Regions from separate parts of the Mus musculus genome. Here regions 1, 2, 3 and 5 are each linked to region 4. Evidence: chromatin contacts called from public Hi-C, HiChIP or PLAC-seq and promoter capture Hi-C data. All regions are on one chromosome and are shown on one strand. The core of a region is the stretch at or near the end of the contact, and the rest is flanking DNA. Distances in the headings are between cores, read along the strand shown. Region 1 overlaps Gm38475 (a long non-coding RNA gene). Region 2 overlaps Gm38475 (a long non-coding RNA gene). Region 3 holds the start of Tuba3b (tubulin, alpha 3B). Region 4 holds the start of Rassf8 (Ras association (RalGDS/AF-6) domain family (N-terminal) member 8). Region 5 overlaps Gm38475 (a long non-coding RNA gene).

The links. Promoter capture Hi-C pulls out the DNA fragments that hold promoters and counts their contacts. Hi-C and Micro-C count contacts between places; a contact is called where the count stands out from the background. HiChIP or PLAC-seq counts read pairs in DNA pulled down with a chosen protein or histone mark.
Region 1: a promoter capture Hi-C map of cancer-associated fibroblasts shows a contact between it and region 4, with 5 times the contacts expected there. The contact joins the enhancer-like site here to the promoter of Rassf8 in region 4. A contact is called at or near these places in 8 of 39 promoter capture datasets (the 3T3-L1 cell line, 3T3-L1-derived adipocytes, the C10 cell line and 5 more), 1 of 484 Hi-C or Micro-C datasets (embryonic fibroblasts), 2 of 115 datasets of contacts at active chromatin or transcription factors (the NIH/3T3 cell line and embryonic fibroblasts) and 1 of 9 other capture datasets (pancreatic islet).
Region 2: a contact with region 4 is called in a promoter capture Hi-C map of second pharyngeal arch cranial neural crest. The contact joins the enhancer-like site here to the promoter of Rassf8 in region 4. A contact is called at or near these places in 11 of 39 promoter capture datasets (the 3T3-L1 cell line, 3T3-L1-derived adipocytes, the C10 cell line and 6 more), 2 of 484 Hi-C or Micro-C datasets (cranial neural crest and embryonic fibroblasts), 3 of 115 datasets of contacts at active chromatin or transcription factors (cardiomyocytes, craniofacial prominence and embryonic limb bud) and 2 of 9 other capture datasets (adipose tissue and pancreatic islet).
Region 3: a contact with region 4 is called in an H3K4me3 HiChIP or PLAC-seq map of embryonic limb bud, with 4 times the contacts expected there. The contact joins the promoter of Tuba3b here to the promoter of Rassf8 in region 4. A contact is called at or near these places in 7 of 39 promoter capture datasets (the 3T3-L1 cell line, 3T3-L1-derived adipocytes, the SN4741 cell line and 3 more), 5 of 484 Hi-C or Micro-C datasets (the N1E-115 cell line, brown adipocytes, muscle stem cells and 1 more), 3 of 115 datasets of contacts at active chromatin or transcription factors (T-cell acute lymphoblastic leukemia, embryonic limb bud and neural progenitor cells) and 3 of 9 other capture datasets (adipose tissue, liver and pancreatic islet).
Region 5: a Hi-C map of the N1E-115 cell line shows a contact between it and region 4, with 3 times the contacts expected there. The contact joins the enhancer-like site here to the promoter of Rassf8 in region 4. A contact is called at or near these places in 9 of 39 promoter capture datasets (the 3T3-L1 cell line, 3T3-L1-derived adipocytes, cranial neural crest and 4 more), 6 of 484 Hi-C or Micro-C datasets (the G1E-ER4 cell line, the N1E-115 cell line, brown adipocytes and 3 more), 4 of 115 datasets of contacts at active chromatin or transcription factors (T-cell acute lymphoblastic leukemia, embryonic fibroblasts, embryonic forebrain and 1 more) and 1 of 9 other capture datasets (pancreatic islet).

Annotation. Positions count from the first base shown.
Region 1 is chr6:145,561,209-145,567,139 of GRCm38.p6, reverse strand. The region is part of intron 1 of Gm38475 (a long non-coding RNA gene); the gene reads left to right. Among named protein-coding and RNA genes, the nearest start is that of Gm38475, 50 kb to the left of the region's middle. Within about 2 kb of position 2,234, at least 36 of the 459 cell types and tissues checked have an H3K27ac peak or open chromatin away from gene starts, as enhancers often do. A contact at or near this core is called in the NIH/3T3 cell line, cancer-associated fibroblasts, embryonic fibroblasts and 1 more, where this site is marked.
Region 2 is chr6:145,514,314-145,519,717 of GRCm38.p6, reverse strand. All of the region lies in intron 2 of Gm38475 (a long non-coding RNA gene), which reads left to right. Among named protein-coding and RNA genes, the nearest start is that of Gm15499, 74 kb to the right of the region's middle. Within about 2 kb of position 3,352, at least 50 of the 459 cell types and tissues checked have an H3K27ac peak or open chromatin away from gene starts, as enhancers often do. A contact at or near this core is called in embryonic limb bud and second pharyngeal arch cranial neural crest, where this site is marked.
Region 3 is chr6:145,612,278-145,618,032 of GRCm38.p6, reverse strand. It overlaps Tuba3b (tubulin, alpha 3B), which reads right to left and starts at 2,070. Exons shown (of 5, transcript NM_009449.3): 1 at 1,944-2,070. The coding sequence starts at 1,946. Gm38475 (a long non-coding RNA gene) reads left to right here and starts at 3,714. Exons shown (of 3, transcript XR_378153.2): 1 at 3,714-4,142.
Region 4 is chr6:145,743,600-145,749,158 of GRCm38.p6, reverse strand. Rassf8 (Ras association (RalGDS/AF-6) domain family (N-terminal) member 8) reads right to left here and starts at 2,372. Exons shown (of 5, transcript NM_027760.3): 1 at 2,193-2,372. Gm15704 (a long non-coding RNA gene) reads left to right here and starts at 785. Exons shown (of 4, transcript XR_869590.3): 1 at 785-2,131; 2 at 3,125-3,339; 3 at 3,522-3,710.
Region 5 is chr6:145,590,472-145,596,410 of GRCm38.p6, reverse strand. All of the region lies in intron 1 of Gm38475 (a long non-coding RNA gene), which reads left to right. Among named protein-coding and RNA genes, the nearest start is that of Gm38475, 21 kb to the left of the region's middle. Within about 2 kb of position 4,235, at least 29 of the 459 cell types and tissues checked have an H3K27ac peak or open chromatin away from gene starts, as enhancers often do. A contact at or near this core is called in the N1E-115 cell line, hippocampal neurons and liver, where this site is marked.

The DNA of each region.
Region 1 (5,931 bases), core at 985-3,484, 180 kb after region 4:
GGGGCTGGAGGGTACCGTTGAACTTTGTGGCTAGAAGGAAAGTGATTTGAGTTTAGAGAGCTGCTTGCCAGCCTTCAGAGCAGTGTCACCGTATCCCCTTCTCTGAGGGTGAGACAGACAAAGAGGTTAAATAACTCAGAGAAGTCACCCTGGCAACAGGAGGTAAGAAAGAACTTGAAGCCAGGAGCTTACACCAGACTCCTCCCAGTTACACAGCTTCCAGGAGTGGCCATGATGCCAAACAGAGGCAGGCTCCTGTTCTTTCACAAAGTGCAGAATGCAGCATACAGAAGCTAGTGCTCATTTAGGATGCATGTGTGACCCTCGACACCAGTGATTCTTCCTCAGCATCACAGCATGTGTTCCAACCGTGGGAGTGCTGGTTCAGCCTATTCATGTCCTGTTTCCAACATCATTCACTGATGGTGGACAGATGTGGAACTGGGGCCCTGAGTTAGAGTCAAAGTCAAACAGATTCAAAACAGCATGGCTCAGCATGAAGAGGTGGACTCTGGAGTTACCACAATTGAAGTAATAAAAGCCTTGTTCTGCAGCTCCCTGGTTGAACCCTGGCGACTTCACTCCCTGGCCTGTAGCCTGCTTGCTTATATTTGAGATAGCAATGCCTTCTGCATAGGGCTGTTCGGAGCATACGATTGACCCTTACCGGGTCTTAAGAGTAGCCGGGCAGTGGTGGCGCACACCTTTACGAAATCCAAAGACACTGGTTCTTATTGTTCTATCAGTGAACAGCAACTTCTTGTGCATAGCAGCTCTTCCTGCACTCTCAGAGGTTGGTTAGTCCTGCGGCCCCGCCCCCTTGTCTAGAGGCCCCGCCCCCTTGTCTATGGACTGGATCCTTCTCTATTTCCCTTTCTCCTCTTGAGTGTGAACGGGTATTACACGTCACTTCAGTCCTTGCAATGTTTTCTAAACGTCTCCTGCCTTTTCCTGTGGCCCATACAATCCTGTCTGTACACAGAGGCCAGAGTGATTGGTCTCATGATTGAGTGGGTGTACATCAAGCTGAGGTGTCAAGCACACTCATTATTGATCTCCATCCTTACCTGACAAGGTATGTGCGTTTTGTGGTAAAGACATTGGATGTGACCTCATAGCAAATTTCAAGTTATCAATCTAATATCTTCGACTCTGTTGACCATGTTCATATCTGACCCCAGAGTTACACCTCAGAAGACTTGCTAGCGCTCACCCCATCTGCTTGTGAGTAATTCCTTAAAGATGCCCCGTTTGGCTAGGCTCCCATGTTGTCTGTCATCTGCCTTATTTCACTTAGCACAATGTCCTCCTGGTTTACCCATCTGGTCATAAATGGCACATTCCCATATTCCCCATGGCTGAATCATATCTCATTGGCTTTATTCATCCAGCCATCACAGAATACATTGTTCTTTTTATATGCGCTCACTTGTGAATTGCACTGCAATTCATGTGAGCTACAGGCACCTCCTTGCTAGCCTGACTTCATTTCCTTTACTGGAAATTATAGTCCAATTTTAAAAAGATAATCTGTACTACTTTTCATGATGAATGTACCAATTATATATTATATGTACATGTATAATATAATATATATAATATATATATTAATATATATTTATATATAATTTAAATATAGATCAGATCATGAATTGTCTTGATTAAACATAGTAACATCTTTAAGCCTTATTTAACTATCTCTCAAGCCCTTCCCTCAGTAGGAATCCTGTGTGTCCAGGACAGTCCTCACTTACACCATTATTTTGCTCTTATTATAAACAGCCCATATTTCACTTTCAAAGGATCTAAGAGCTGACAAGTTTTGTAATCATCCTAGAGTGGTTGGATCCTAATTTAATTACAATCCAGAACCTTAACCATGAAGTTTGAATCAATGTGGTTATAACTTGATTCTGATTTAGCTTAGCTTTGAGCTGCATTTAAAAATAGTCCAAGTTCCTTGTGTATTGGAAGCCTTTCAAACTCCATAGTAATGACCTTTGCTGGGCTTCCTAGAGCCCAGCACTCTTCCAAGTGTGGTACCTGCCAGAGATGAGCCAAAGCCCAGGGGCTGCAGCTCAGTGTCTGTCTCTGACTTGTACACAGCCACCTTCCCCTCCAAGAGGGATCATGCCTTAGTGCCACCATGCCTGCCTCCAGTGCCTTACACAGGATGGCTCAGGGAATATTGCTGAGCCTCATGAGTAAGACTTGTAACGTGATAGCCTTGTGAGTAAGCGGCCCAGTAATGTTAATCACAACCACGTTTTGTTTCTGTAACCAGACAACTCCACGCATGTGTACCCACTTACTTGTCAGGCAGAGCTCTCATTGTGGTACCTAACTATAATGCCAGCCCTCTGGACACAGAAGGATCACTTTGAGTTTGAAGCCAGCCTGGGCTGTATAATAATATGACCTTGTTTCATAGCCAGACAAAGCAAAATAAAGCAAAAACCAAAAATACAAAGAAAGGATGGAAGGAAGGAGGAGGAGGAGGAGGAAGGAGAAGAGGAGGAAGAGGAGGAGGAGGAAGAGGAGAGAGAGAGAGAGAGATATAAAGAAATGAGCAAAACAAAAAGAGTGAAATGACCAAACCTAGCACCTTGTTTCCAGAGTTTCGGGAGGGTTGAGTCCCAGCTGGGGCTGCCCCAGTCTGGACGGGAAGTATTCCTGTAGCCGACGGTAGATCCTACGTAAGATTCTTGGCTAGTTCTTGGAGTGTCTTTCTACAGGTCAGTCAGAATATAGGCAGTTCTATATCATGGGAAGTAAGGGTTGGCGGGAGGGTGGTTGTAGATAAAAGCAAAGCCTGAGCTAACAGCTCCCCCCCCCCAGGTTGCCCACTATCAGTGATGGGCATAGATAATATGGCTGCCTTCAATTATATTACTTGAGCTAAGAAAGTATCCTCTTACTCCCGTAACTCATCTTCTGTGGGATCCCACAGCCTTCAGTACAAACATTTCTCTCATGTTATAGAACACCTGCCTAGCTACTCATCTCATCTGTCAGTGGTAAAGTCCTTTAGCAATACCATGCCTTTGTCAATGGCACACTGGCGTACAGGTGTCAGCTGAGCCAGTCTGACTTGTTGCATTGTTGCTGTTTCCTCCCCCATTGAAACATGCCATCCTGAAGGGAAGGGATACAACATACTAGGCTCATAAAAGCAACAAGAAACTCAGAAGCCTCACCAGCCCCGCTGAGGAGACTCTTCGGCGGAGCTGCCTGCAGGCTGGGCAGGGAGCTCCAGAGATACACTTTCTATGAGTTGTCACGTATTCTGATCTGTGGGGCTCTCCAGTGCCACAGCTGCCATTGAGTGACTCATGCTCTTGTAAGTAATCCAGAGAAGTTGACTGCTTCACCAGGGCAGACCTGGGTGTGATTGTTCCTTTGGTTCATCATTGCCCTCACTATCTGACCCCAGGGCAGGTCACACAGCACTTGTCTTGGTTGTGATAAAATGAGGGAGAGAAGTACAAAGGAGGACAGTTGTAACTTTAAATTTTTCAAAGCCTATTTTTAATGATGGTTCTTAAATGCTTTAACCTCCCTTCTAGCCCACCACCCACCAGAGGTAATGGAAAAGAAAGGATATGGAGGGAAGTGGACCTGTTTAGAAATGGTTCTTTAGAGCAACTCCCTTCTGTGTTGTCTGGGCAGCTCAACCCTCTTGTAAGCACTTCACAGACGCACCAGTAGTCCAGTTCAATAGAGCTGGGATAGCAAACATGATCAGCAGCTATGGCACTACCTAGCAGAAACAGCCGGGCCTCAGCCTCAGCACCAGTCAGTAGGAGGGACCAGGCCAACAGGAATGCCAGGGAAAGTTCTCGGCTGTGCCTCTCCCAGCAAAGTAAGGATCAGCAAAGACTCAAGACCAAGAAGCGGTCAGCTATACAAGCAAGCCAAGCTCAGCCTCTGTCACTGTCCATAGAGTTCTATTTATACCCCCTCCAAACATCACATGTCCTCCATGGGTCTTGTCTCACTGTGTCTTTCTTGCCTTGGCACGTGTGTCTGCTTCAGCTGATACCACTCTGCCAATCAGCCCAAGTCGGCAGAAGCAGCAAGAAGCCTAGGCACACCACCAGAAGTTTCTTGGTGCAATTCTCTATTCTATAGAGTCCAACATATGGAGCCCAATCACACAGTGTAAGGTGGACCAATGCACGGGTGGTGTTAGCGAAGAATTCTTCACGTGTCCTTGCACGTGCTTGCTTCAGCAGAGCATCCTTTCACCTGTGTCTGCTTCAGTGAAACTTACTTTCAGGAGTCTGTCTTAGTCTTTCACCTGTGTCTCCTTCAGGAAAACACTCCTTCACGTGTTTGCCCCAGGAAAACACCATCCAACACAACTGACTTTCCAAGAACCCTAAGTTTCCACTTCAGATAATTGTTCTGGGCTGGGCATTGAACTTGTTTTGGAATTGGGCTCTGATACATGTTCCTTGTCTGAACATATGAGAGGTGGGCCTGTTGCAGCTAGTTTTAACTGGGTGAGTGTTTTCATTCGCACCATCTTATCCTGCACTGCTTGCTATTTATATATTAACTATGCAGTTTAGTTACATGCAATATAGATGTTCAGCTCCTGTATCTCAGCTACTCTGGCATCCTCACAGCCTACTGGAAGCAAATCTGTGGGTCTTGATTTGTAGAAGTCTCTACGCAGCCATCATTCATGTGCCCAGAGTGCTCAACGACTGCTTTACCATTTTCACTCTGTGTCACTGATGTCCAGGTCGCCACTTTTAGCTCTCCAGACATCCGTGGTGAAGCCAGTCCTTAAAGAAAAATCAAACCAAATGACAGACATTGATAGACCCTCTGCCCTGTCAAACCGAATGACAGACCCTCTGTCGTTGATAGACCCTCTGCCCTGAATTTCAGAACTGTGTATACAGAAGACAGGGTCAGGGTTAGAAACATCACTGTACAGTCAGCTGCTGACGTGTTGGGAGCCAGAGGTAAGTTAGCACTCCTTAATCATCCACAGTCAGCAACCAAAAGAACATTAGAAGTAAGCAGCAGAGACTGAGCCACGGTGGCCTTCACAGCAGTAATCTGTTCAGTCTTCCTGTCTTCTTGAGAAATTTATTCAGTACATATACATGCTGAGGGAGAGAAGGAGAGACAGAAGGAGAGGGAAGAGGAGAGGCAGGGAGACATGAGAGAGAAGTAGAGGAGCGAGATCTGTCGGCAGAACACAAAAGGCTTGTCTTTGTTTTTTAATGTTAGTTCCATTTGTTCACCTTCCTTCAGCTCATACGCAGCTATCTAAATGTTTTGAGTACTTTCTATGTTGTGAGGGGAAACTTTAGTTCCTCCTTTCCTGTTTGTTTGTTTGTTTGCCTTGACCTAGGGTCTCCTGCAGCTCCGGCCATCCCTGGCTGGCTGTGTAGGTGAGGATGACTGAATTTCTGATCTCCCTGCTTCATCTCTCAAGTCATGTGACCACCCATCAGCTCCTTCAAGTACAATACCCAGAACTGCATCCTTCTGTGTCCTGGGAGAAGAACATAGAAAGGATTGCTAGGTCTGGTGTGTATGCATGCCTCTAATTCCAGCACTTTGGAAGTGGAAGGCAGAAAGATCAGGACTTTAAGGGCAGCTTCATCTACTTGGAGAGTTTTAAGCCAGTTTAGGTTACAAGAGACCCCTTCTCAAAGAACAAAGTATACAAAAGATACCCACTGGTGTTTCTTTAAGAAACTGGGGTGAAGTCAAAAGCCACATGATCACTTCATCAGCAGCTGCAGGAAAGGCCTTTGCCAAAATTCATTACATCTTTATAATAAATGCCCTGAAGAGGTCAGGGATAAAAGGACCTCAATGTAATAAAGGCAGTTACAGCAAGCTTACAGCCAACAGCAACTTAAATGGGAAAAAACCTCAAAGCAGTTCTACTAAAATCAGGAACAA
Region 2 (5,404 bases), core at 2,103-4,602, 230 kb after region 4:
GCCCTAGATGTTCTTCTCCTATGTCCTGGCAGTTTGGGCTTCAGCCTTCCATTAAGTGACCCCTCAACAGCTGATAACATTAACCCATGCCTCTAATTAAAGTGCTGCTAATTCTGACTACACTACAGGCAGTATGTAATAATATAACTGCTAACAATTATGTCAGTGGGAAACTACTTAAAAAATGAGATAACATCAAGTAAAAATCAGTTTTAAACGACTAAATAATAACCCCAGAGAAGCCATAAAAATGCAGCTCTTCAATGATGCTAATTCTTTAAAGGAATTAGCCTCTGCTTTTGTTTGTTTGCCCTTATTGTTTGGAAAAGTGACTCAGGCTCTCTCCCTCACTGTAGAGTGCTGGCCAGAGACACTCCGTAATTTGGATCTCTATGCCCTCTGTAGCCTCGTTTGGATTAGAAGAACCCTGATGTTTCAGCTCTTAGCGCCTGACACCAGAATATATACTCAGTTAATTGTGTATAAATAATTCACCTGAAGTCTGCCTCCTAGTGCACAGACTTTGCTTTCCACAGAAGTTTGCCACCTGTGACCTCAATGTAATGCAGAACTCGATGTAGATCGTAACACACGTCCTCTGTCTCGGCACTGAACTTGCAGGCAGCTCCAGAAATGTACTTTCCTCGGTGAACAGCACCACTTTGCTGTGGTTGCTCGAGGAATGCCTGGACCCCACAAACTTCCCTTTGGGGAAAAAAATTAGAAACTACACCCACTATTGCTTCTCAAACTCTTCCTGCTTCAGCCACACCAATTAATATACAACATCCCCTAGCTAGCAGACTCAACAATATCCAAAAAAACTGACATAGAGGAATTGTCTTCATTATAGACTTCTTCCCTGGCAGAATAACCTGTGACCTGCCTCAAGCCATTCCACACGTACATAAAGATACAGATTATCTTGCATGAAAGTCACTTGACTGGCCACTGGGCACTATGTTAGTCAGGATTCTCTAGGAGAGCATAATGGGAGGAAAGTGTGTGTGTGTGTGTGTGTGTGTGTGTGTGTGTGGTGGATATTTGGGTATTTGTTAGGATGGTTTGTTCACAGGCTGTGGTCCAGCTCCTCCAGCAACGGCTGTCCACCAACAGAAGGTCCAGGAATGCACTAGATGTTAGTCCATGAGTCTGGGTGGCTCGGCTGGTCTTCAGAAGATGCTGGAATCCTAAAGAAGTCGACTATCATACCAGTGAAGGAAGTGGACTGGCAGGCAGGCAGAGAGCAAGCTTCCTTCTGCCATGTCCTTAGATAGGCTGCCAGCAGAAACATGGCCCAGATTATAAGTGGGTCTCCCCACCTCAAAAGATCCAGATTAAAGGTGGGTCTTCCTGCTTCGAGTGATTTAATTAAGGAAAATCCCTCATAGACTGGGTTTTAGTTGATCTAGATATTGTTGCCAAGAAATAACAGCATAGTCACAGGCATACTGATATTAATAATGATTTGTGCCTATACTGTGCATTGTATGATGGGACAGCAAGTGTTGACATAATCAATATTTTATCTGTAAGAGTGTGCCCCAGCCTTGTTCCCAGTTTTCCTAATTTTAGCACCAGGAATTTTCTAATGTCTTAATACCCAGGCACCTCGCTGTTCTGGGGCATCAGAGCAGCTTTCTTGAACAATACCTCCGAACTCTTAGACTGTAGAGCTGCAGTGTCGGGCACACATGTCATATAAAGGGATTCTGTGCTTCATAGCTGCCGACACTCGGAACGTGGGCAGTGTAATCGAGGACCTGCATTTTCAGTGTAATGAACTGGAATTTAAGTAGCACATACCTCCGGCGGCTTTCATGGGACAGCATGACTCTAGGCAATGTCACAGAGCTTTGTGCAGCAGCCTGGAGCTTCGTGTTTGCCATTGTCATACTGACAAGATAATATAATGAAATCGTCAAGGAAGATCAGTGAGACCCATCTCACCTCGTTCAGGTGAGAGGGCAGAAGCTGTGATGACTTGGCAGAGTTTCAGCCTTGAACACATCATACTGAAGTCGCTGCAGTAACGAGTGTGTTCTGGTCTTGCCATGTGGCATAAACAACTGTGAGTTTTCAGATGTGAATTTTTAGACCACCGCATGTTGATTCAGTAAATGAAGGTGTTCTACTGAGGCTCAACCTACAATGAGAATTCTTTACAAAGCTTTATTCACCCTCAAGGAAAACTCAAGGAACTGAAACTGCTTTATTATATCAAAGCAAGCAGTCAGCAGAGAGAAAAAAAATGGTCTTACATCCTAAGGGAGAAAGAGAATTTTCTAGAATCGAAGACTGTTGACATGAAGCATCTGTCCAACATCAAAGCCGTGGGTTATAAATGTTATAGATAACCAATCATCCCAAATCCACAAAGGCGGGAGCTGAGAGGCATTAGAACATCAGAAATGGCAAAGGAACCCGCAGCCCGGAAGGAGCTGGAGCCGAGCAGAGCACCATCCAGCCTGAGGGTCCGGAGACTTGCTGTCCTCATGAATAGTAATGAGCAGGCCCAGCGCAGGCACTGATGGGCTGAGGCTGCAGCAGCTCAGGACATTGCAACATTGTTGCATATGCAGTAGTTCCGCTAAAGAGCTCAGCTAGAGTTTTAAACGTCAGAACCAAACACAACTCTCACTTGTGTATGCCCACTTATGGATTCTTTGGCGTTGTCCCACTTTTTAAAGAAAAGATGAAGTTTTAAATTTCCAAGTGACTTTTTACTAAGTCGGCCTGATGATAAAAACAAGAGGTCTTCTTGCACAGTGCTCACAGAGGGCGTCTACTTAGTGGCCATTTGCAAAGTCCTGTGTGGTCATTTTCTTTTGGATGTTAATCATCTTCAGTTGCAAGATATCTGAACCCTCCCAGGCATTAAAGAATATCAAAATTTTGCTGCACATTCTTGCTGTGTGCTTCTGTAGCACGTCCAGGCCGTTACTGCATTGGACCAGCAGCAAGCATACATTATGGGTAGCTGGGAAGATCGAATAATGGCAGAGTTAAACTTCAGTTCCACCAGAGCCTAGTTTGGTGACCAGGCTTGCTGTTACAAACCACGGTTGAGGTGTGAGTGACCCCCACATAGCTGCCCCACTGCACAATCCCACTGACATGGAGACAGACCTCCTGAATGCTGCATCACGGAGCCCGCTTTCCATTAACCTCCCACTTCCTGTGTGTGTGTAGCATTTGCCATGATCCCTTGCTGTTGGTGGAGGCAACACCTGGAACTTTAGCTGAGGGTCTCCTGACCTCCTGACCTCCTGACCTGCTTTCTCCCATCACTGGGGATATGAGTGGCTCTGTTGTCATTGCTACAGACCTGGTACCACTGGGTGTTTTGCTCTGGTTGCCATGGCTACGGGAGCAGAGTCTAAAATAGCACCATTAGTGAGGAAAACATTGCCATACACCAGGTAGAAATCAGTTTCTGAAGCTGCCTTGAGTAACAGCAGAAGCTTCCAGAAGGATGAGTGTAAGTTACAGGAGGCCTCTTTGTGGGAAACTTTAGCTGCCACGTGGATAATTACTGCCGTCTCCAGAAAGAGGGTCCCTGTAATGATCCATCTAACACATGTATGAAGATTACCTTGCACGTGTCAGGCATTAAGCTTGGTGCCAGGGGTATAATTATGATGGTTGCTAGGTCGGGGCCCTTTAAGATGCTGGAGCACCCTTCCTCCCGTCTTCTGGAACAGCTGTGAGCCAGCTGTTGATGCTGTGGTCTTACAGTTCCTGATTTATGATGCTACTCAGTGCCTGACTCCTCCTTATTCCCTGTCATGTGGGCTGTCCCAGACTGAAGCACGCAGGAGGGTGTAAAAGTCAGGTATTTTCCTTCGGGGATTTCTCTGGAAGTTCCCCAGATTTCCCCCACCATCCTGTCTGCGTTAGCACGCTCTTCCCTCTATTACTTCAAGCTATTACCTTTTATTTTTATTTTTTACTTTTTGACCATGCCTCACTGTATGGCTCTGACCGAACTAGAACTTACTGTATAGACAGGCTGGCCTTAAACTCACAGGTTTTTGCTTTCCCAGTGCTGAATCAAAGGCGTTTGCCATGGGGAGGTGCTCCTCAGGCCTCCTGCCTTTGCTTTATTAAACATTTCATAAGATGCACCCTTCCCTCCCCCAGAGCCTCCCATCCCCCACCCCTTCACACCTGACTCTGTCCCTTTTGCTTTTTTGTTTTGTTTTGTTTTTTTGGTTTTTCTTTTTGGTTTTGCAAGACAGGGTTTCTCTGTATAGCCCTGGCTGTCCTGGAACTCGCGTTGTAGACCAGGCTGTCCTCGAACTCAGAAATCTGCCCGCCTCCTCCTCCTGAGTGCTGGGATTAAAGGCATGTGCCACCACGCCTGGCCTGTTTTGTTTTTTAAAAGCATCAAGATCAATTTTTTGCTCCAGAGATATTCTTGGGTGTGTGGTCTTCCACTGAGCAACCTGCCTCGCCCTCTCTGAGCAGCTAACAACTGCAGGTAGCTTCACATCTAGAGGTAGGGTTGTGCACCCAGCTCTGCCTCTTCATTCTGGCCCAGCCCCCCCTCTCCACGCCCGGCCTTTGCTCTGGCTTGCTTGCGCAGGCTTTGTTCCACTGTGAGTTGATTAAGGGTAGCTGTTTTGCTGTGTCCAGAAGATAATGTTCCCCTGTCCCCACATACCATCTCTGGCTCTTACACCTTTCTACCCTCCATCCCTCAGTGATCCCCGAGCCTTGAGGAGCGGGGTGTGGCATACATGTTCCTCCTCAGCCTTTAAGGGGAGGCCTTTCTTTCCATGTAAAGTCCCATCTGTCTTGTCTCAGATACATCCTGCCCATATCAATGTCGTGGCATTGATGTCCTTTCTCCTAATGAAGGTAATTCCTCAAGGGTAACTTTGTATTGGCTCCTTCCAGAACTAACCCACCAATGCCACCCCTTTCTCTGCTCAAGAGTAGTAAGGGGGGTGGGGATAAGGTAGGACACCCAGGAATGAATGGCTTTCTGAGGAGAGCTTTGTATGTTAATACTTCACACAAGTGGATCATTTAATCCTATAAAAATGTAGGCCTGTAAGGTTCTAAACACTCTTCTTCTTCTTTTTTTTTTTTTTTTTTGGTTTTTCGAGACAGGGTTTCTCTGTGTAGCCCTGGCTGTCCTGGAACTCACTTTGTAGACCAGGCTGGCCTCAAACTCAGAAATCCGCCTGCCTCTGCCTCTTGAGTGCTGGGACTAAAGGCGTGCGCCACCATGCCAGCTGGTTCTAAACACTCTTACAGGGTAAGTATTATGAATGGAGAAACTGAGGCACAGAGATTACTTAACTTGGCACATTATCACAGCTCTTAAATGTGACAGTGGGATTTGGACCCTCAAGAGTCTGATACCAAAAGAAGTCCTTGTTAAAGTCACTATAGG
Region 3 (5,755 bases), core at 821-3,320, 130 kb after region 4:
TCCAACCATATCTCAACACATACACACACACGAGAGAGAGAGCAGCTTGTTCCGCTCTGAACTCTCTAGTGATAATCCTCTTGCCCCAGCCTCTCAAGTTCTAGAATTAGAAATGTAAGCCATCACATGAGGCTAACCATACTCTTCAGTAGGAGTTCACCCCAGAGTATAAATGTTTGCCACTTTTCAAAATATTAAAGTTTAAGACTTGCACACCATACAATGTCGACAATTAGCTCATCATGGACAGTCACAGTAATTCTCTGGAAAATAATCTATGTGGTTTTAATAGTGGCCTGTCTAAAGGATAAGATATACTCTAATAAAAAAGACAGAATAGGTCCCAGGGTACCCAGCCCTAGCCTGGGTAGTCACTGTGTTTTTTATCTGCCCATCTAGAAAATCTTGCGTTCTAGTTTCCTGCCACTTTTCTTTCTCTTTTTTGTTTTAAGATAAGGTCTCACTATGTTTCCCTGGCTGACTTGAACTCACAGAGATAATTTGCCTTCATTCCTGCATGGGTTTCCACTGGCAGACTACATAGCCTGGAAGTCAAATAAACCCCTTCCTCCTAAAAGTCGCTCTGGTGTTTTTATCCCAGCAACAGAAATCAAGTTAGAATATGTTGCCAAATTCCATGCACGGCAAGGATTTCACCATAAGAACAAAAGGATGGGGGCTGAAGTGCCTTCTCAATACATTTCTTAATGAAAAAATAATGATCAAGCCAGGTGTGGTGATACAAGACAGGAACTAGCTCAATTATGAGGCTAAGGCAGGGAGACAAGTTTGAGTTTACCATGAGACCCTGTCAAAAAAAACAAACACATTCCGGCTGTTTAGACCTAGATCTCATTTGGTATTTGTTAGCATGTGTTCCTTTTGAGTGAATATAGATATTTTAAAAAGTTCCCTGCCTAGGGCAGGAGAGATGGTTTGTTTGTTAAGTTCTCCTCTTTCAGGGACTGCCCATGACTGCAGCCTCTGGATAGTCACTGCCCTCTCTGGCTTCTCTGGGAAATGGCAGTCATGAACACACACTTCCCAAAGACACACCTACACATTTTAAAACAAACCAAAAACTTAAGAAAGGTTCTCAGTTTTATGTTTTCCCCCTTAAGGTCTTGTAGCCTGTGCTGGTCTCAAATTCACTACCTCAGATTAGTCTTGGGCATCCAAGTTCCCTACCTCTGCCTGCATAGTGTTTGGGACTGTGGCATGCCACACCATAGCTCATATACCTTCTAAAGGGCACAAATGATTCCACTTATAAACCACCTAACATGACAAGGAGCTGCAGGCACAAAATACAAAAACTTCTTTGGGAAGTTTGGTGGCCAACATCTGTGATTCTGACAGAGAAGGCAGAGGGCAGGACTATCAGAGTCTGGAGGATTTCCCCCTGCACAGTAAGCTAGGGACCAGCAAAGGCCGTGAGAGACTCTTAAATTTCCAAACTGAAGCTGTCTGGGCTCGGTCACTTTCACTTTCACTTTCCTATGGTGAGCATTAGGCCAGAAAGCTTGGTAGCTTCTAGAATCTTCTGGAACCCAGGCGATTGATTGTTTTCTCAGTCAAGGGCACTGGCATCAGAAAACACAAAAGTTCCCTTTCCAAAAACCCATCTCGGCACTCTCGAGACTGGAATCGGACGAGGCTAAGGCTGGAACTCTTGTGCCTCTTTTGTCAGGTGCTGTTGGGCTGGGACTCCAGGCAGGTTCTGCACCCCAAGGTGCATCTCCCTCTTGAGAGAGTTTGGGCCATGAGGAGATGCCAGGCTCTGAGACCTAACACCCCCATCCCACCCCACCCCCTGCCGGGGACCTGGGAGAGGAGAAGCGGGCTCCCAGCCGCTTCGCTTGCTCACCCTCACAGGACCCCAGACTCTGAGGAGATGGCGTTCTCCCTCCCGTGGGTCCCACCCCGGTTCGGGCTGTTCTCACCATGCTGAACTCCTAGCAGAGCACCTCAGCCGATCCTCAGAGCTGCTCCTCAACCGCCGCTCGTGCGCCCAACGGTCCAGGCTGGATGCTCCGGGTACTTAACGCTTTCTCCCTGGATGCTCATTAGTCCAGAGCGTCTCGGGGGCAGGCTTAGGCGCCACGTCCTTTTTGCGATTGGATGTGGCTCAATTTGAAGCGGTGGTACTTTCTGATTGGATGTAAATTTGGCGGGAAGGCTCTGGAGTGGCTGGAGGGGAGAGAACTTAGGATCGGGAGACTGGAGGTCTGCGCATCCCTGACATCCGGCTTTGCGCAGGACAAGTGGGGTGCTCAAGCTTCCCTGGTCTGCGCATGCGTGACCTGGGGAGGGCTTTGCGGCTGTGCACTCCCCCCACCATCCTGCCATGTCTCACCTCGCCTCGTATTACCTGGTGCAGAGAAGATCTCTGGCCAGACCTAAGAGAAAGGCAGATGGCCCTTCTTCCAAAGACACGAGTTTCTGGGCACCAGTTATGTACATCCTGGGAAGCCAGCATCCGTTTGAGAGTCTTCCTGAACAGTCATCTGGGTTGGGGTATGTAGCTCTGGCTGGCTCGGGATGATGTAAGGTGAACTCTTGTCTTAGCTTGCATCAGTGCTGGGACTATAGGTATGCACTGTGCCTGGTGGGGATCAGTGGACATACCTTCCTTCCTCAGGATATCCAAATGCACATAATTGAATTGAAGGCTATATAGCATGTTGTGCCATTTTATTTTATTTTATTTTATTTTATTTTATTTTATTTTATTGGCATAAACTTCTGTATCCCACCCTGGACTTGACTCTCCCTGTAACCAAGAATGGATTTGAACTTTCAAATAGTAAAATGGAAATTTTACAAGCTAGAGAGAAATACTGGCTGTCCTTCATCCCTGTGTGTATACATTTATGATTTTTTTATGTAACTAGGATCAAACAAGATTTTTAAAACCACCTTGCTGAGATTTAGTTTTCTTACTGGTAATACAATTATTCTTTTAGTGTGTGTGATTCCATTAAGTTGGGAACTTCTAGGCTCAAATTGTGGTCACTCCTCTGGCCTCCTGAGTAGCTGGGACTGCAGAGATGTACCACCATACCTTGTTGATTTTTTTCTTTTTTATGGAAGAGAGTGTTTGTTTTAGCGCACAGCTTGGGGGGTACAGTCTGGCCTGATGGAGAAGCCATAGCTTCAGATTAAAAAGAAATTATTTATTTCTTGAGTCAGATCTATCCCAACCTGCCTTGAACTTGTGCCGTCCAGAACAGCCTAAGACTTTGATTCTCTAGCCTCTACCTCCAAAGTGCGGGTGATATGAACCTATGTAACTAAGCTCTGTATATACGGTATTGGGAATCAAACCCCATGTATCTTGGATGGCAGGTGAGTACTTTACCATCTTAACCATGTTCCTGGTCATAGGCACCCCTGTTCCCACATGTCTTGGTTATCTGTTAACTGTCAGTTTGTCCCAGATCAATCAGATAGGCCTGTGAGCAAGCATGTGGGGGATTGTCTTGGTTAGTGACTGATGTAGAAGGCCGCACCCGCTGTGGGTGGCACTGATCTCTGGACAGGTGGTGCTGGGCTGTCTATGGAAATTTAGCTGTGCAGAGCGTGAGCAAGCCCAATGAGGAACATTCCTTTTATGATCTCTGCTTCTTCAAGTTCTTGCTTGGGTTCCTCCCTGACATCCCCCAGGAATTGACTGACCCGGAAATATAAACCAAACAAATCGTTTCCTCTGGTTAGTTGCTCTTGGCCATGATACCACGGCTCAGGTCAGCATAAGCTGACAGCGGTGTTTGGTGGACAAATGAGTAAAGGGAGATGAATGGCTGCAGAGCAAGGAGGAAGGTCCTCGACGGGGAAGCTGAGGTGGAACGCTAGCTTTGAGAATCGGGAGCAAATGCAGGTGTTGGGGGTTGTGTGAAGGCCAGCGGCTGTGCTTTTCCTACCCTGCTCTGAAAGCAGCACGCAGCTGTGTGTGAAGCCCGGAATGAGCCCCCCTCATGGAGCTGGTGGTGGTGTTCAACTCTGTTCACCTGGACCTCCTACGGAGGAGAAACCCATCACCTCCACAGACCGTGATCTCATTTACACACCCAGGTCTCAGAAAAGCCCCTTTGGGCAGCTTCTCTCCTGTGGATGTCAATCCAGGTTCACAGTAGTGGGAGGTGAGTGTTTGTTCAACTTCTTATAATGACACACTGAGCCCTGGGAAAGAGTTTGATTGAACGATAACCCTATAAATATGAATGAAGAATAAAATCTGGGTCTGATTGATACTGGATGAGTGAACAGTTGATAAATAGAAAAACTGCTGTGGTAGATATGTTCCCTGATGGAATATTAGTTAAGCCAAACCGTTCCCACTATATCAGAAACTATAGTGTCCAGGTGTTCTCCCATACCTGTGTAATATTGGATGGTCTGTGTCCCCAAAAGACCTGGTGTCATTGTGGATCTGATGCCCCCTCTGTGGGCTTTCCTAGAGGCTCATGTAAAGGAATTCTGTAAAATGCAGATCAAGTTCGCTGTGATTTCAGAGGGAAATAAGGTCACCTTACTCCATAAGAATGCCACCCACCTCATCCATATTCATACAATTTTCTTTAAAATTCACAACACAGTGCATTGACCTGCTCCCTCTCCTGGGACAGCCTACTCCAACCGGTCTCTCCTTGGACTGTTTGCTTATAAAATTCTGATTAAACTGTTTCAGTTGACAGAGTGCTTGCCTAGCCTGCGTAAGATCCTGGGTTCCATCTGCAGCACCGTGTAAGAGGCCATGCCTGTATTCCCAGGACCCGATCAGGAGTCAGAGGTCTTCCCTAACAGCTTGACACTTGTCTGGGCTACAGGAGAGCCTGTCCTACAGAACACAGAGAGAAAGGACAGGGACCAGAAATACAAGATTAGATGAAATTAGGAGAGAAAGGCTTTACCCCCAGGAAAGTCTCCCTACCACAATTGAGATTCAAATTGGCCATACAATTAATTTCATCATTGCTGATATCTTTTAATTTTGTTTTACATAAATATCTTCCTGTAAGGCTGAAAACAAAGTATACAGAAGGGATGATATTAGCGAAAACAGCAGACTCCTATTGCCCTGAGTGGTAGCCTTCTGCTTGGTTACTACCTGTGGAGATGAAGGCAGCAGCCTAGGGACCCACTTGGTAATACACCTGATGCAGCTATCTGAGGGCTTGGCTGCTGCACAGCACACCAGCGTGTCAGCCAGGTATCCACAGAGTTTGCCCACACTGGGTGTGCTATTTAAATCCTCAGAGTTATTCTGATTTCTTTGGCTTAGAAACCAGGACAGGATCTCAGGGCAGATGGCTTCATAATGAGTTTTTCTCCCCCTTCGGCTGAAGATTGTATTAGGCCTGGCCCCTGTCAGTATAGTTCAGCAAGTCAACTTGAAGACTAGTCTGACACCAGGAAGGTACAGCCATCAGTGGCTAAGCAAGCATTCTGAGACTGCGGAGGAGAAGGGTGTTCTGATGGCAACTTGCTGAAGAGTTCAGGGTTAACTCACAGTTTCAGTCAGACTCATTTTTCAGATCATCTGGTGGCATTCTTATTTGGATACCATGCAGGACCCTGAGGTGTATGTGCCCACCTTGGAGCAGGCACGTGAGGAACACCCACTCACCTTGGAAGTCTTTGATGTGTATGTTTTCTGGTTGGATGCAAAGTCTCACTATGTACCACATGCTGGCCTCAAATGCCTGTCCCTCCTGCCCTGATTCCTAAGTGTTGTACAGGCTCTTACTATGCA
Region 4 (5,559 bases), core at 1,123-3,622:
AGTCTATAGAACACTAGGAACTACTTCTACATTAGGATATTTAGGACTGAAACAAAGTAACAGCCAAGAAGAGCCAGTAGTTGATACATTGCTCTTTAATTCAAATCCTGTATTTATAATTTCTAATGTTTCCTATCCACACCTCAACCCTATTCCACCTCCACCTAGAATGAACTTGGCCAAGTTTTGAACACTTGCAAATTTTTCTGGGACTTCAACATTTTATAAATGGACAAAGCCGGACTGCCAAAATTAACTCCAACAAAAAGAGCAATGATACCCTGCAGTAAACAATAGTTTTACTCCCAAATTCTATGAAACAACAGAAAGTCCAATAAGAAACAGGAAACCTTTTCTTAAGAAATTAACCATTTCTCAGAAAGCAAGGCACTCAGGTCAAGCACTAACATATGCCACCAAATACAAAGGCTATAAAAGTGAGCACGGAGGATTAGGATTTTAAAAGTCATAAGCTTTAAAACTCTAAAGACAAAAATGCAAAGAAAAGCAACACAACAACCCTGTATGATGCTAAATCTACAATTTCCAAACAGCTCTAAAAAAAAAAAAAATGCAGAATTCAGGTAGTGTGACCCCAGGAATGGCATGGGCACCTTCGGAACTGAGTCTCTCCAGGACACTGACACTAACTGAAAACCTTTCCTATCTGCACAGTCAGCCCCGTGACTTGGCTCCCTCTAGGGGCTCTCTGCTGTCCCCCAAAGCTCCTGTAGCCCAGAAACAGGGCTTGATGGCAAAGATCTCAGTCCATTATGGCCAATTGAGCCCGGTACGGAAAGTACCATCTTGAGACTCTTCAAGGGAGGGGTGACTGATTGGGAGGATTTTTAGAAAAGATTTAATTACCTACACTGCAAATTACACTGTGTTGAATCTGATCCTCCAGTAGAAGAATCATCAAAGCGTGTCCAGTCTTCTTAAATGGAGTATTGGCCGTGTGTACTTTTGAGGTTTAGGGGTAGCTCCCCATGGAAATATATACGATCACAAGAACCATTAACATGACCACTAGAGGATAAAGCACAAACCACTTCCCAAACTGCTAGCGCAGTTGTCCGGAGCCCTGATTCCTGGGTTTATCAGCACCCCACCCCCACCCCCACCCTGCAGTGGGCTGACATTCCCGATTGCCTCCAGCAAAGAACAGGTTTTTGGGTTTAAAAAACAAAACAGGAAAGGTGCCGGTTTTCTGTGCCTCCAAGGTACGATCACAACCCCTGGCAACCACAGATTAAAGACTTTTAAAGAAGAAAGAAAAACTACCTACACCCCCACACACATACACATACACACACACACACACACACACATACACATCCCAAAACTGGGCAGAAACGCAGAGATCACCACATATTTAATATACTTCCCTGGGACAAAACGTGTCTCATGAAAAATGGCTGAGCACCAATCTACAGTTAGGTATCTAAGTGTTCGTCCCTGCTGTCAGCGGGTTGGAGGGATTTTTTTTTTTTTTCTCCTTAACGCAAGGCTTTGATGTGTTGGCAGAGCTGACCTGACAAGCTGGAGTAGGCTAGGAAACGTGTCCTGCATATTTCCTTCTGTGCCTCCAAAGATTAGGACCAGAACTGACTGCGATTAAACCCTACCTAGGATCCAAGGGCTTGAGCCCTTGATGCTGTTCGATGCTGGGAAAGTAGTGGTTCCGCAACCCCGGGCAGCTCGGCGATGCTGAAATGAGCAACCCAGCCCCTAGCTGGTCTCCGCCGCCCACCACCGGGCCGCAGCGGCCTCGCACGCCAAGCCCCCGACCCTTAAAGTTGAGCCTCCTATGATTGCCCTCTGCAAGTTTCCAGGGTGCAGGACGCAGCCAACTTTGCAAGCCGCCTCTGGGCGACTCGCTTCCCCGGAGGGGCTGGCCACCGGGGAGGCAGGGCGGCTACGGTTCAGACAAAATGCAGAAGCCTTCCAACCGCCACTTTTCCTTTTCCAGAGGGGAAGCTCTCCCTCCAGGCGAGCATCCGATTTCCATCTGGAGAGGGAGAGGGCCGACCGCGCATTCCCCTCGCCCACAAAAGTGGCCTCTAAAGTCGCTCGCCAAGGACACCGGGAAGGAGGCGACCCCGGGCAGGGCCAACTTTCGGGAGGCGAGGTGAGGGCGCGAGGGTGACAGCGGCGCCGCGGGGGGCGCGGGCCGGGAAAGTTGTACTTACTGCGCTCGCAGCCCGTCCTCGTAGTCCCGGTGCACGGCCCTCGGCGGAGGCCCGGCCCGCCCAGGCTGAGGCGGCGGCTGAGACGGCCGCGGCCGGCGGCGGCGGAGGGCGAGCGGCGGGCCGGGGCTGAGGAGGCCGGGCCGCAGGGCGGCGCGCGGAGGGCTGAGCCGGCAGAGAGACGCGCGGGGAGGGCGCACGCCGGCCTGGCCCGGCAGGGAGGGCGGTGCGCAGCGGCGCAGAGGAGGAAGGGCGGAGGAAGGAGGGCGGGACCGATAGGGCCGCGGAGCCCCGCACAGGGGCGGGATGAGGGCCGCCGCGAGAGCGAGCCAGCCGGGGAGGCCGCGCCGGGGCAGGGAGGACGAGGTCTGGGAAGTGTGGTGGGGGGCCGAGGAGGCGGGGCGGAGGGCCTGGGCGGGTGGGGCGGAGGCCGAGGAGGCGGGGCCAAGGGCCAGGGAGGGAGGGGCGGAGGGCCAAAGAGGCAGGGCGAACGGCCCGGGAGGGCGGAGCGGAGGCCTAGGAGGCGGAGCCAAGGGCCAGGGAGGGAGGGGCGGAGGGCCGAGGAGGCGGGGCCGAGGGCCGTGATTGCAGGTGGGCAAGGGAGAGCAGGGTGCAGAGCTGGAGAGAGCTGGATGCAGGGCTGAGAGGGGGGCGGGCCGAGGGCCAGGGAGGAGGGCCAAGAGCCAGAGGCTCCGCCCCTTTTCTGGTCGCGGCGCTGGAGAGAGGAGCAGTGTTATACCCCTCACCAGCTCGGGTTACAGCGGCGGCCCCGCCTGCAGACAAGGTTCGGGACAGCGCGGTGCGGCTTTGTGGGAGGCGCTGAGGCCGGTGGGCCGGAGCCTGGCTGAGGTTAAACATTTCCTCCAGTCGCTCGCAGGCTTGGGGTCGCCAGGCCAGTGAGACCTTGCAGCTGACCGCTCTGCGTCTGCTGACAGGAAAGAAGGGAGAAACGGCCCAGCCTTTCCAAGGACTGGTTTGAATGGCTTTTCCTGTAGAATAACTGTGAATTGATGTCCACCGCAGCAACCAGTGATGACCGTTGCAAGTGAGGAGAGATTAAAAAAAAAAAAAAATGAAGTGAATGAATCGAATGTAACAAAGGTTTTAAAAGAGTTGGGATCACTGGAAAGAGGATTGTCACAAGTTCGAGGTCAGTATATGTTACCCTAGCAACAAGCAGTATCAGACCTCAAAGAGTGAATCATATATTATTACACACACACACACACACAGAGAGAGAGAGAGAGAGAGAGAGAGAGAGAGAGAGAGAGAGAGAGGCAGGAATTTTGCCAGAAATTCAAGAACAGCCTGGGCTACATTCTTTGGTTCCAGGGCATCCTGGGCTACAGAATGGGACTGTCAAAAAAGAGAAAGAAGTCTAAGTCGAGCATTCTCCAAGGCATAGTTTGGATTGCTTTTCCTGAGTAGCTGTGATTCAGCAACAGCACCCCCACCTCCCTGAGCAGCAGGCCATGATAGAGGCAACAGACAACGAGGGGAAAAAAGGCAAATGAATCAGAGGTGAGTAACAAAAGTTTAGAAAGAACTGGGCTCAGATTCAAAAAATGCACCCACACACCTTTAAAAATAGCTTTTAATCAGCAAAGGACATCGGAACATTGACCTGGAAGTGCAAATTCATATGTTGTTTCACTATTTTTCTGTCATGCAGTGCCTGAAGTGGACAAAATTCAGTCTTTGGGCTAGAAATGCTCACACATGCCCGAAGCTCAGTAGTAGTTATTAATTTGGAAAGAGATGGTGTGGCATACAGTGGGAGAGAGGCTAGAATGCATTCCAGTTGTAAAATGTTCCCTTTATTGCCTAGGCACTTGCTTCTTATCATCAAAATAAGGATATGAAAAAGGACTTCCAGTTTCTCACTTCTGTTCGAGAGACTTTCTTGTTTAGACATTTGTTTCCTCCGGTTTTAACCTGTAGTTTCTCCCCAGCTCACTAGCTCCTTCACCAGTAAGTAGAAACAAAAAAGAGAATGCTAGCTAAGACTTAAATGCAAGGAAGCAACATTTGAAGAATTTGGTGAAAGGCTTTCTCTGGGAGTCAAAGGCACAATCCAAGGAAATAGGATTTCAGGGGAGTCCTCCTGTAACCCTAATAGGATCTTCTCAAAGGGGTTTTCTGGCCTTGAGGTAGACTAGCTCTAACATCTCCTCCCCCTGTCAGTCCTCTACTCAACCACTGAACAGGATCAGCCGCCTGCCTGATTGCCAAAGCCAGTGGAAAATCTTAATGCCCAGTTTGTGCCTTTTGCAGAATTTGCCAGTCTTGACCTATTCTTTTTATTTTTTTTAACTATAAACAAGTTAACAAGTTAACTTAACTGCGACCGTGCTCCTGTGACCAGAAGTAAATAGAATTTAGTGTATTATGAGTAGCCATGTAGAGAAGTCTTTCCTAAGATCCAGGTACCCAGTGAGGCATCTTATCCCCACACTAGAACACAGCCTTAGGGATAGCTTACAAAGTCAGATTTTTTTCCCAGTTCCAGATAAACAGAGAGAACCATTCCCTGCCTCAGCCCCATTTAGCCCCAGTTTTCCTCTCCTGTGTATAATACAGACTGCTTTAAGCTTTCTTAGCCAGGATTGTGTACCTGTTAGGATTTCCTGAGATGCCACCAAATGCCTTTGGGAGGATTGATAGACCTCCCATACTTCCCGTTTCTGATTCTATTCCTGGAAAGGCACCCAGCCAGACGGAGAGAACACTTGAAACTCTGTGACATAGTCTGATTGTAGAAAACAACTTGAGAGGAAGACTTCAGAAAATAGGCAACTGCGGATAGGGAATAGCAGCCAACAGGGAGAAGAACAGTGGGAAGAAGAGAGGGCTACCCATGGAGATCCATTTTCAAGTACTCAGTCATTCTGAAGGAAGGCAGGAAGGAAGGATAAGGGACACGGCTAACAAAGGAGCCCCAGAGTTTGCAGTCTGTAAAGCTTCACAATAGCTGAAAATCAATAATTCTGACACAATTAATATTGTGAATGTTGTTGACACAGGGTCCATATTTATCTTACACAACAACACTTTCAAGTAAAAATGTTAAAATGCCAATAAATCAGGCTTCAGGCATGGATCCGTATGACCTTGGACAGGCCCTCACTTTTCTCCCAGACTTTTTTGGGGACTCTCATGAGCAAAACTACCAACTTTTATTCACAGCAATCATAAGATAGCTCAACTTTCTACATTCCTGACATCCAGTGTGTGGCTAAATGTAAGCCTGTCAGGGTCACCTTAGGAACCTCATTGCCATCTCCTTTAAATTTCTTAGCAGCCCTTTGCCAATGAAAACTTCAGAGATTTGTACAATATCCTATTGTACAGACAATGAATTACAAATCTC
Region 5 (5,939 bases), core at 2,986-5,485, 150 kb after region 4:
GAACAGTATCTTTCTGTTCTGAAGCTGTGGAGTCCTTAGAGAAGAGCATTAACGTCTCTGACAAAGAGGAGAAACAAATGGGCAACTAAATATATAGGTATGTAAAAAATTATGTTTTGTTATGTACATACCTATGTACAAACAGTAGCAATCTGCAGAAATATGGTCCCAGCAACCCCTGTGTGTCTGTGTGCTTTCTGTTGTAGTCATAATGTTCCACTGTGCAAACAGAACGCAGGCAGTAACCTGCATAGGAGATTACTCCCAGTTTTGGAGCTTCTGTGGTTAGTTGGCCTTTTGACTCCGAGCCTGCTATGAAACAGAGCGTCACGGAGGGGTGTGCCTTGTGGAGCAAAGCTTCCCACCCCATGGAAACTGATAAGGCTGGCTCTTCAGTATTCCCTCCCAGGGACTGTTCTCAGTGACTCAGTGTCCCTTTAGGAAGCTCTGTCCTCTGAGGTTCCACAGCCCCCAGTAGTCACAGTGGAGACCAAGCCTCTAGCATGCGGACCCGTGCTTAGAGGAAATCTTGTGTGGGAGTGTGTGCATGCTTGTGTGAATGTGTGTGTGCACGCATGAGTGTGTGCATGTGTGCATGTGTGGAGACCAGGGAGGGTGGAAGGACTTTGAGAAAGAAGTGAAGACAGAACTCTGTGCAACAGCCAAGGGGAGAATTTGGAGCCAGATGACTTGAAGGCAGATAAAGGAAACTGGCCTTGAATATGTTAATAGTAGGCACTGCTGATAATTTAATATATAAAACTATGTATTCTTGTATAATATACTGAGACACACACACAGAGATTATGTGCCAATAGTGAGTAGAAATGTCCTTCACATTCCAAAGTTGGGAACATGACATGAACCTTTCTTTACTAGCAGAATTAAGCCACTTTTATTTATAAGCTATGTGTCAAATAATTTTAAAAGACACCTATATGGAATTTACTATAAAAAAACAAGTACGTTTTTAAACTGATGAAATATGCATATCGTTTGCAGCCATACCCAGCTGTTGATTACATGATTTTTTAAAAGGCAACAATTATTTCAATATTCATCTAAAATATCCTGATTAAGTGAGAAGATAAACAAATCCGCCGTTAGAAGATGAAAGGGACGTCTGTATGTAAAATCATGAAAGAGTACGCTAGAGAATTATTCAAGTGCTTGAGGGAAAATTATGTAAATATCATTTTTCAAAAATTTAAAGGTAAAAAATTTCCAAAAGTGGTAGACTATTAAATCATAAATATGCATCACCGCGAGGCAATACTGAAGACATTACACATTTCTCCTCAGGATAAACATTCAATGAAAATAGAAAACATTTTCAAAGTACCCTGATTGCCAAGTGTTTACATCAGCCACAGCTTATCAGTCTAAAATAAACACAGATATGTAGGTAGAAAGGTAAATGAAGCGCACTTTCTCTTTCTTTTTCTTGAATACATTCCTTCAGGATCAGAAATTTCCATTATAAATGGTTCTTAAGAGGCCTGTGAAGGGTGTGCAGGAGGTCGTGAGTTCAGATCTCCCCATCACCACAGGAAAGGCAGGGGCAGTGGTATGCGCCTGTGGCCGGCCCTCAGGAGGGGTAGAGACAGACAGCTCTTTCCAGACCTTACTGACCATCCAGCCTAGCGTTATCCGTGAATGCTAGGCTCAGTCAGAGAAACTGTCTCGGAAAATAAATACATGGTGACCTATGGCCCCCACACATGTGCATATGCATGAACACGTGCACACCACTGCTTATAAAGCTGATAGGAAAGTACATTTTTCATATAATCATTTCTCTGGTTTGACCTATGGTGAATGTGGCCTTGTGGGGTCTGACTACAGGAAGGGCAGTGGTTCTAGGGTCTACCTACCCAGGCTGGGAATTTAAGATGAAAGTCAACATGACTGTCATGCATTTTAAACATGGTGCAATTGTTATCCTCATTTGCACACCAAGAAGACAGGATTCAGAGCGACTCCTGTCATGGTGGTCCTGGTGGAGGAGTTAATGAAGGACTGGGATTTACGAAGCTTCCGCTTTTACGACTCCACACAGACAGCCCGTCTAAACCAAAGCTTCACTCTAGGTGATTAATTTTATCTCAGGAAGTCAGGGGCCTGCAAAATAGCCTGCCCAAGGTTGTTCTGAAGATTAAGTGTTAGGGCAGGATTTAAATCGGAGTCTGTCTGCGTCCATGGTTGGCTGCTCTCCATGTGAGGTGTGTCAGAGTATTCTACTACATACTGGACCTTGCAAGTCCACTGGGCTCGTGGCTGCCCTGGGAGGCCTGAACCTGTGCCTCCATACCAGCCTGCAGGTCAGAGCCACTTCACTCTGTGCCATTACCCTCCCTGGGTCCTGCATCTTACAAACCACAGATGCCTCTGTGTGTGTGTGTGTGTGTGTGTGTATGTGTGTGTGTATGGTCATTGTTAGGTCACTTCCTCTATAGCTCCCCACCCTATTCTTTGAAACAGGGTTTCTCACCACCCTAGAACTTATTGATCAGCCCAACTGGCTTGTGGGAAAGCTCCAGGAATCCTCTTATTTCTGTCTCTTTAGTGCTGGAATTATAGGTTCATGCTATTATGCCTAACTTGTTACATGGGTGAGTGCTAGAGATTTGAACTCAGGCCCTCAAGTCCTTTGCCCACCGGGTCATTATAACTGAAGGAATGATATGGCAAGAAGTATCCTAGTCCGTTTTGTTGACTCGACACAACCTAGAGCCACCTAAAAAAGGCTTGTTCCAACAACGCAATGATTTTTCCAGATCAGGCTGGCCTGTGGGGATGGTCCTGGTTGTTGATGGATATGGGAAGGCCCAGACCACTGTGGGCAGTGTCTTCCCCAAGTAGATGGTCCTGGGTTGTATAAGAAAGTAGGCTGAATGGGTGAGAATCACAGCTGTGTGGCCCTTGTGCTGCTAATATTTCTCTTGTCAGGTTTGGAATCCCTCATTCTGAATAGGCTCCAGCATATATAAACCAACAGATATGCAGCATGTGAGCAAATAAAACGTTAAAAATAAGGAACTGATAAGGAAACATAAAGAAAGAATATATTCAAAAGGTCTCATTGACAAGTGGGCAAGAATGTCTTCTTTGGAAAAAAAATAGGTCCACTGCTACTAAATGACCAACTCTAAAAGTTCAATGATCTATTTTATGTGAAGTGTGTTTTGTTTGCTATTGTTTTTGTTTGTTGCTATTCTTGTTATGTTTTGAGACAGTTTCTCCTTTCCTCTAGCCAAGGTTAACCATGAATTCCTGGTTTTCCTGCTTTATTTTTATTTAAACTCTGAGATTATACATTTGTGCAACCACAGCTATCCTATCATTAAATAATGATTTTCTGTAAAAAAAAAAAAAAAAAAAAAAAAAAAAAAAAAAAAAAAAAAAAGAAAGTAGGCTGAGCAGGAGCCAGATGGAGCAAGTCAATAAGAAGTGTTTATCCATGGCTTCTGCTCCAAGCTCCTGCCTTGGCTTCCCTCCATAATGGGCTGTAATTTGTGAGCTGAAATTTCTTCCCCATCTTGCTTTTGGATATGGTGTTTGTCACTGCAACAGAAAGCATCTAGGGAAAGACTCAGCCCACTGCCTTTAATGCAGGTCTTGCTGTGAGGAGCATCATGTGTCTGCTAGTTTAGAAACTCTTTTACAAACAGATCTGCGGAGTCATTTTTGAAAAGCGTACGGGAGGGGAAGGGGCTGGCCCTCAGCAGGCGGGAGCCTACAGTTCAGTAAATGTGGGCTGACTGACAGTGGAAATAAAACCTGGGATCACAGACACCGGCAGACGTAGTCTCCTTAGGGAGCGCACAGGCCTTTGGCACTTGCAGAGCAGTGTGTGTTACAGCGAGGACTGCTAAGACCAGGTCCTAGAATTGTTAAGAAGCCATTAGAGAGATTCTAGATAGAGTGTCTGTCTAGAGAGAGTCTAGCTAGGACAATTCCAGGAGACCAGTGGCCTGCAGTGTTGGTAAGGACTGCTTGTGGAGGAGGGTTTTCTAATCAGCTTGCCAGCAGCAAATACAGCCGTAAAATGGGAAGTAAGAAGTTACGCCTTGTAGAGTCCAGTGATGCTCCTCCCTGGGGGCCCATACCTCAGTCCTGAGCTTTCTCAGCAAACCTGGGGCTGACAGACCACTCACTCCTGGAGTGGCCCCAGCTGGCTGGCAGTGCATGAGGGACAGAGGGCAGACCGCGCCCACAGTTTGGGCTTAGTGAGCCTCTCCCAGAGATAGGGAACTCTGCCACACAGTTCCCTACCGAATTCCATCTTTCAATTCTATCAATCCTAATGACTGGGAGGAAAGCATTCCTGAAGAGATCGACCCATCTCTTTTCTTTCCAGGAAACACTAATCTAGGGGACACTACCGCAAAGGCATGAGGGTCATTTAGAGAATGTAAGGCTAACTTTTTCCTGGCAAAACAATTCTTCATACATAACTGTAGGGTTAAATGCCTGAGAAATTACATGATGTTAGGTATATGTTTTATGAATTTTAGCCAACCTCTTCTAAGAAATAGACCATTTTAAGGGTTAGTGCACAGCAGTCATTATCTGCATATCATGTTGAAACCCACAAAGCAAACATGTAATCTGGTTGGGTCACTCACACAAATACAACTACTGTTGCCAGTTAGGGGAAGTCTTACAACCAAAGCCAGAGAGAAGAACAGATTGAAACAATGTGTTTTCCTAGGGAAAAAAGGGGATTAGGTCCTTTGATCTACTGGAGCAGTCTCCCAGATCAACAGGGGTAGAATTGATTTGGTCTGTAAAGCTAGAAGATTAACTTCAGAGAAAGGCATGCTGGGACGTTTCCATATTCCGTTGGCTTTTTCATTTATGTTTTTCCTAATTTTCTGGGGAGGTGGGCACTACAGCTTCATTCCTCATCTAGAAAAACAAAACATCCCCTAACCTACACCGTGACCCTGACCAACAGCCTGCAGAGGTGAAAGAGCTCTCAGGATGGGGCCAGTTGTGCTTCAAAGCGGACCCAGTGTCCACCCTAGTCCAACAGACTGAGATGTCTTGTAATCAGTCATTTCCCTGGAACCTTAAACAACAAAAGGTAGCTCTCTCCTTCCTCCTGTCAGTCTGGTTTTCTCTCAGGATGGAAGGTCTCCAGGGCTCTTCCTCCTCCTTGCTGTGCCTATCTCAGAGGTGGCTCTTACAGGGGTCCTCGCAGGGTGTTGTATTAGAACTGAGTTATGGAGACTCCGTGTTAGGTCTGGGATGGAGTGTGTGCCAAATGGTGTCCTTCCCTCAGTCTATGTGATTTATTGCTTGCATTTTGCATATAAAATGCTTGTTTTTCTGAAACACAGATGGGTCTTCCTGCCTGCCTGCCAAGGAGCTGGTTCCCAGCTCAGCCTCACAATTTAGGCTGCCACCTTCCTCTTCATTGGTTTGTTTGTTTGAGACAGAGTCTCTTTCTGCCCAGGTAGGCCTCCAATTTGCTACGTAGCTGAGGCTGGCTTTGAACTCCTGACCGTCCTGCTTCTACCTTCCAAGCACTGGGATTGCAGGTGCCTTCGTTTGCTTCTGTTGCTGGGATAAACACCGCAGCCAAAGCAGCCTGGGGGAGGAAAGGGTTTACTTGACTTCCAGGTCCTGACCACAGTCTATCACTGAGGGAGGTCAGGCAGGAGCGCAAGCAGGAGCAGACTCAGGAACCGTCACGGGACAGTGCTGCCTACTGGTTCGTTCCCGGTGGCTTGCTCAACCTCCTTCCTTATACAACCCAGGACCATTTGCCATGGGATGGGACCACCCACATCAACCATTAATCAAGAAAATGTCCCATAGACATGCTCACAGGACAGTCTGATGGAGACAGTTCCTCAGTTGAGATTCCTTCTTCCTAGATATATTTAGGTTTGTGTCAAGTTGACAACAACTAACTGGTGCAGAATGTATGT